Linked DNA regions of Mus musculus: region 1 is linked to region 2. Evidence: chromatin contacts called from public HiChIP or PLAC-seq data. All regions are on one chromosome and are shown on one strand. Each heading gives the region's core, a stretch centred on a gene start, on an enhancer-like site or on the middle of the called end of the contact. The rest is flanking DNA. Distances are from core to core; before and after follow the strand shown.

Region 1 (3,587 bases), core at 80-2,579, 2.9 Mb after region 2:
AATTTTGAGGGTCCCCCCCCTCCTATAGCATCCTATGTAACCCAGATTGGGCTCAACTCTGATATCTGGGGGGTGACCTTGAACTTCTGACGCTCCTGCCTCAACCTCTGAGGTTTTTTTTTTTGTTTTTTTTTTTTTTTTTTGGTTTTTCGAGACAGGGTTTCTCTGTATAGTCTTGGCTATCCTGGAACTCTCACTTTGTAGACCAGGCTGGCCTCGAACTCAGAGATCCTCCTGCCTTTGCCTCCCAAGTGCTGGGATTATAGGCATACGCCACCACCGCCTGGCTTCCCCAGACTTTCAAACACACATACAACACAGCTACCCAGCATGGGTCCAGGATGGGGAACAAAACATCCTGACATCTTCCTCATGCGGCACCACCCACTAGATTCCTCAGTACCATTCACACGGAGGCCCAGAGCTCTATGCCTCTCTTTTGCCTTACATAGTGGTTGATTGATTGCCCCAAGAACAGAGGGGAAGGGAAGGCCAACCCACCACTTGAGAGGTTTGGTTCATGGGTGTCTTGGACAACAAAAGGACCACGTAGGAGCCCCGCTTGGACAACTCTCTGGCTGTTCTCTCCCTCTACGCACTTAGTCCCTGCTCCTTGGTATCTGACTACTTCCGAGCCCACTTCGTGTCCTACATTCTATTCTGATCTGTGGCCAAGCTGGGGTTCTTCAACCATTCATTTATAGAGCAGCGAATTCCCGAGAGTCTGGGTGGGGTGAGGTGGGAGCACCGAATGAGGAGGCTTCCTTGGGAAGGTGGGCCTGTGTTCTTTAGATGACTGCAGGGAAGCTCTGCAAAGCTTCTTCATCTGGGGTGCGAGCAGAAGTGACTCAAGAGAAACTTCTCGGGGCTGAAGAGATGGCTCAGCGGTTCACTGCCATCGGTAATGGGAGCTGATGCCCTCTTCTGGTGTGTCTGAAGAGAGTTAATAATGTACTCGCATAAAATAAATAGAAAATAAATAAATCGAGAGAGAGAGAGAGAGAGAGAGAGAGAGAAACTTTTCCCGTGTAAGAGAAAAGCCACCTGGGAGAAAAAAAAAAAGCCTCTGGATTCCATCCAGCGCCCTCTCCAGACCCGCTGAGAGTACTGAGGGCGTGGCCCGAGGAGTGATTGACAGCTCGCTCGGATCAGCCTGGAGACGACGGACTCCTGCTCCTTCTGCCTACTGATCCCCAGCTCTTCGGTCCCCAGCTTCTGCGATTTTGGTTGTGGCGCGGACCAGACCGGAAGTTCTGCTCAACGACTGCCTAGTCTAAAGAGGAACACCGGAAACGTGCTCCCGACTATCGTTCCGCCTGTGCCGAGGCTATCTGTTCCGCTTCAGCGCCCGGAAGTGCGGCCTTCAAGTTGACAAGCAGGAGGACCTGCAGGACCTGCTGCCTGAGGAGTCGGAGGTGGGGTCGAGCGGGCATCCCCCTGCCTCAGAGTCCCAGAGAAGGCTGGGGCGTGCCAGGAGCGGCACGCCTGCGTGAGGATCGGTGTGCACGTTGCGAACACAAGAGGGCGCTGCAGGATCGGGGCAGGGTGCGGAGGCGGGAAACTGGGGGTAGATGTAGCGGGCCTGAAGGGGACTCTGGCATAGATAGGGTGGGAGTGAGACAGGCTGATGGAACAAGGTGCATGGCATGGGTGAGGGAGTTGTAGCGAGAATGCTGTAGGAGATGTGGGAGAGTGTGCCTTTGTTCTGAGGCATTCAGGAAGGTTCTGCTGCATCTGAGGAGTCCGGGCGTTCGAGAAGTAGGGTATGGATGGGGTTGAGGAAGAGTTATGGGTTGGCATATTATTTGAAAAAGGAGGCCGCTTGGCAGAGACAGGTTCAAAGCCTTGGTGGGTTTGAAGAATTAATTCATCATCATAGAGGTCCCAGATAAACCCGGTTCGCAGGCTCCCTCTGGCGGCCACGTGAGGGAAAGGCCTGGAGGTGGGAGTGTGGAAGGGACCCTGCATGGCGACTTCCAGTAGGCCAGGCCAGTGGTAACTGACACAATGTGTGCAATACTCCGAGAGAAAGGGAAGGGTGTTTTTGTGTTAAGGATCTAGAATCGTTGAGTCTGAGATCTCAGTAGTCCTTTTGTAAGGGGCAGGATTAAATGGGGCCCTGCTCTGGGTCTGTCCTAGAGAGACAGGCTGGTGGTCAGGGCGAATCCTGAATCTTGATTCTCTTCCCTTAGAGCAGTGTATGCAATCTGATCCAAGGGAAACACCCTTGTTTGCTGAATAAGGAAACAGGCCCAGAGACCTGGAGATATTTGCTTGATGGGTTAACTGACAATTCTGATTCCCAGCTCCTTTGCGGAGGGCGTGTGTGTGTGTGTGTGTGTGTGTGTGTGTGTGCGTGTGCGTGTGTGTGTGTGTGTGTGTGTGTGTGTGTGTGTGTGATGGAAGAATCTGTCTTCCCTCAGTATGATTAGTGCCAGGATGATAGTCTCGGGTTCATAAGAACTATGGGGATTGCTAAACAACACTGAATTTCAGCTTGCTGGCCTTTCACATCACTGGTGCATTTTCAAAGCCCAAAGTTAGCACCTCTCAGGTGATGCAAAGAAGAAACAAGGTTGCAAAGGCCTTGTTATATGTACTGTTTATTTGCTTCCCTTGGGTATGGCAGGCACAAATCCTCAGCCTCAAGGGGTGTTCCTAAATGATTCGGCCAGGAGGCAAGTTGCCTCCCCACCCTTCTGAAAACCTCCACATAACAGTAGTTAATGGGACCTGGTTCTTGAGGTAGTCATAGATCTGCTTGGGGCCTTCGTGGTACTAGGATATGGAAATCTGACTAGGGTAGACTAGAAAAGAAAACAGCCATCCGCATTGTCTCCTCCTCTTGCAGATGGCAGCCACAGAGGCAGTGCACCACATCCACCTACAGAACTTTTCGCGCTCACTACTGGAGACCCTCAATGGGCAGAGGCTAGGCGGTCACTTCTGTGATGTGACCGTGCGCATCCGTGAGGCTTCTCTGCGTGCTCACCGCTGTGTGCTGGCCGCTGGCTCACCCTTCTTTCAGGATAAACTGCTGCTCGGCCACTCAGAGATTCGTGTGCCACCAGTGGTGCCTGCGCAGACAGTGCGCCAGCTGGTCGAGTTCCTTTACAGCGGCTCGTTGGTGGTGGCACAGGGCGAAGCGCTGCAGGTACTCACTGCAGCGTCGGTGCTTCGCATCCAGACCGTCATTGACGAGTGCACACAGATCATCGCTCGTGCCCGTGTCCCCAACACCCCGGCGCCTGCGCCTCTGCCACCACCCGTGCCCCCTCCACTAGCACCCGCGCAGCTGCGCCACCGTCTGCGCCACTTGCTGGCCGCCCGCCCCCCGGGTCATCCCAACGCCGCGCACAGCCGCAAGCAGCGCCAGCCCGCGCGTCTTCAGCTACCTGCACCCCCAGCACCCATCAAGGCTGAGGGGCCTGATGCGGAGCCAGCGCTGACTGCCGCGCCTGAAGACAGAGGTGAAGAGGATGACGATGAGGAAACGGATGAAGAAACCGACGCTGAAGAAGGTGAAGGAGGCGGCGGCGGCCCGGGTGAGGGCCAGGCTCCCCCTGCCTTCCCCGACTGTGCAGGGG
Region 2 (3,546 bases), core at 95-2,594:
ACTCCTATGAAGTCAAATGGGGAGTGAATGATTCAAATTTCATTTTTCTGTGGGTAGAATCACAGCCCATCATCTGTGTGCAGGGTAGGGTACTGATGGGGAACCAGAGGGCTAGGTGGGAAAATTTCCTTATTTGGTCCCTAGTTAACCATTGGCGGGGATAGCCGGTTGAAGTCAATTAAAGAAGTCAGGTGACAGATAAACATCTCTGCTGGTGAGCCATCCTTGGTGGTGGTGGTGGTGGTGGTGGGAAAGTAGAGAGAGGGGAGGGAGGGGGTGGGCATGCCATTGCCGTTTGTTCATAGGGTGTGGAGGATAAGAAACTAGAGAGCAAAAAAATTCTGTGGGAATGACTATCTCCTGTTATCTGTCCAGCTTTCAAGGAGGAGAAAGTGAGGCTCAGGAATCCTAAACTCAAATATTTTGTCCACTTTTACCTTTTTCTCCCCCTTGAGACGGTCTCTCATGTCTGTCCTGGAACGCTCTACGTAGGCTAGACTGGCTTCGAACCCACAGAGATTTCTTGACTGCTGGCATTAAAGGCAACGCCTGGATTTTTTGTTTCGAGACAACTGCTCATGTAGCCCAGACTAGCGTCAAACTCCCTGTGTAGCAAGGATAACCTTGAACTCAGTCCTTCAGTTTCTTCTTCCCAAATGCTGGGATTACAGGCTTGTACCACAGCCCCCAGATAACAGTGTGCTAGGGACCCAAACTAGGGCTTTATACATGGTAGGCAAGTTCTCTACCAACTGCGCTACAGTCCAAGCCCCATTCCAGGACTTTCTATATATCCTTCTGCTGGAAGGCAGCTGGAAGGGAGCGGGAAGGCGCAAAAAGAGGGGTTGCATGGTTTTGGGGGTGCGCAGGGGGTCTGTCGGTGGTGAGACAGCTGGACCTAAAGCGCACACTGGGACTCCTAGTTTCAGTTTTCCAGACCTAAGGTTCATTTAGTCTGGTCCAGTTAGCGCTGGGGAGGAGGGATCCATCCCAATTGCCTGTCTCCCAATGCGTCGATTTCCCTGCCCTGCCCCTCTCAGCCACTCTGTAACTGAACTTCAGTCTCAACCAATTCTCTGCCTCGAGCCACCGCCCTGAGGACTGAACCATTATGGCATAGAGAAGGGACGGCGAGGGGCTCTCAGGTTACTGGTCCCAGAGACGCTGTCTATGGAGACAACCCCAGATATCAAGAGAACCCCAGATATCAAGATATCATGGAGTCTTGCGTTGAGGTTCGCGCCCCTGGCCACAGACCCCGCCGTGCTCCGGAACCTCGGTCCTCCCGTAGCTCTGCCCACTCTCCACCCCCGCACTTGGTTTGCTCTGACTCGTGAGGCAGTCGGCTGTGCGCACGGCCCCACGCTCAGAGCTTGAGGTCCTTGTTGCTTGTGGGTCGGGTCCTCGTGTTGTGCGGGGATGCGACGTGCAGCTATGGCGCTCGCCGTTCGAGTCGTGTATTGGTAAGTCCGGGTGACTGCAGTTCCCCCTTTTCCTGCTCCCGGCTCGTTGTGCCCTTTCTCTGCTCCCCAACCTTTGTGCCAGGAGACCCTCTCCCACCCTTTTCTTTGCCCCTCCCCCTATCTACCAGGGTCTGGTAACCGAGTACGATGACTGTATTTCAGACCCAAAGGGAGGGATTTCCAAGCGGGTGGGATGGAGGTAACAGAGACTTGAGCCCGATCCCTGGCATCTGACATCTGAGTGACATCTCACCAGTGAAAATGGAAACTGATACTTGGGGCCACTTTGAACACGTGACTCAGCGCTGAGGGGAGGGGAAGGGTAGCATCGGGTTTCTCTGGGGACCTTTCCTTCCCGACAGGCTGTTTCCCTTCCCCCTCACTGAGCGGCATGAGTTAGAGAATACAAGGTGTGGTGTAGTTGGGGGTTTACTCATAAGCGCTGTTGGGAGGTCTGGGGATGTCCCGTACCTGGATTGTAGTGTGAGTTAACAGTGGTCGCACCTCCCAGTGTGTACATGAAAAGGGCGAACTGAGTCACGGAGTGGTGGTGTTGATGCACACTTTTAATCCCAGCATTCGGAAGTAGAGGCAGGTAGATAGTTCCAGGCCAGCTAAGCTGCTTGTTAGAGGCAACCGGGGTGATGTAGTAAGACCCTGTGCCCCGAAAAGAAAAAGTAATATAGGATAGATTGTAGGGTGAGGGTGTAGCTCAGTGGTAGAGTGTTTGCATGAGATGCACCAGATCCTGGGTTCGGTTCCCAGCAATACAAATAACAAAACAAAAAACTCTTACTGGTTTCTGATCAGTGAGTGCCGGTGCTGTTAACCCCAGTTCTTTTCTGGCCTCAGTTTCCCCTTCTGTAGTGTGAAGGAGGTGATGATGTTGGTTAGTTACCTGCCAGCGCTATTAATTGTGCCCCTGCTAGAGGCAGGCGTAGAAAGACCAGCCATTTTCTCTTGATGACTTTTTCCTCCATCTGCATCTGATAATCAGCTGGCTTGCAGTAAGTGATTGAAAAGTGCTTGCTGAATGGATTCTGCACCCCTGAAGTCCATTGAGGGGCTCTCCAGCCATTCTGTCTCCATCTTACAGGGGAGGAAACTGAGGCTGGAAATGAGGCAGGGCCAGCCTGAGGTCCTACTACCGATAACCCTGTAACTTGAATCTGGGGTCCGTGGTCCACCTAGCTGGGTGTGGCCTCCTCCCTCCCAACCCCCTTGAGGGGTCTGATCAGGCCCTAGTTATCAGGATGTCTTTCAACAGCCTGCTTTGATAAATTGAGGCTCCCATGAGGCCACTGCACCAGATTCCAGGCCCAAAATGGCCTGAGGTAGGGGACATGGGGTTGGGGAGCTTATGTTTTGTACTGGGTGCTGGAGAGAGCTTGGATTCCTGAGTGACAGCCAGGCGGGGGAGGGAGTGGGTGGGTGAGATTCTACTGAGGCAGCATTTGTCCTAATTTACTTCCCTGCTTCCCTCCCCATTGGCATCTCTATGTGGAACCTGTGATCTCTTTGCCATCCCGCCTCTCCATCTTGGCTCTTTTGTTTGGGGTGGGCTTTCTATGTATCTTCGCACTGTCGCACACATCTCTCTGTGTGATGAGCACATCTTCCCCTCTTTTGAGGGTCTTTGTTACCTCTGCGTTCTCATCTGGATCTCTGTCTCTCTTTACCTTCATCGCACTGCTATTGCCTGCCTCCCTTGGGTACCTGTCCTGCCTTGGATCCATGCTGTCTTGGTGGGCTGCGACAACCCTGGATTCACCTGACAGTGGAGCTTGAGGCTATAAGCCCAAGGTGAGTGAAGTAGGTCAGGGTGGGTAGGGTAGGGGGGTTTGCTGGGCCTGGCTGTGATAACCCCACCCCCACCCTGTACCCTGTCTCCAGTACCTCCAGCTCAAGGAGAAGCTAGAACATGAGTTCCCCGGATGCCTGGACATTGTGAGTCTTAGAATGGGCATAGGATCATGACGTGCCTTGTTTGTCCCTTGGGACTGGGAGGCAGTGGGAATGGGTTAGGCCAATCCTCTCTATCCTTTTGCCCTATGTTCTTCACTCCCTGGGATGTGATGGAGAA

Evidence for each region. HiChIP or PLAC-seq counts read pairs in DNA pulled down with a chosen protein or histone mark.
Region 1: a contact with region 2 is called in an H3K4me3 HiChIP or PLAC-seq map of stem cell-derived neural progenitor cells, with 30 times the contacts expected there. The contact joins the promoter of Zbtb45 here to the promoter of Selenow in region 2. A contact is called at or near these places in 4 of 39 promoter capture datasets (cranial neural crest, hippocampal neurons, maxillary cranial neural crest and 1 more), 2 of 115 datasets of contacts at active chromatin or transcription factors (astrocytes and stem cell-derived neural progenitor cells) and 1 of 9 other capture datasets (embryonic stem cells).

Annotation. Positions count from the first base shown.
Region 1 is chr7:13,007,594-13,011,180 of GRCm38.p6, reverse strand. Zbtb45 (zinc finger and BTB domain containing 45) reads left to right here and starts at 1,329. Exons shown (of 3, transcript NM_001360833.1): 1 at 1,329-1,545; 2 at 2,852-3,587. The coding sequence starts at 2,852.
Region 2 is chr7:15,920,169-15,923,714 of GRCm38.p6, reverse strand. Selenow (selenoprotein W) reads left to right here and starts at 1,344. Exons shown (of 6, transcript NM_009156.2): 1 at 1,344-1,463; 2 at 3,242-3,266; 3 at 3,357-3,410. The coding sequence starts at 1,435.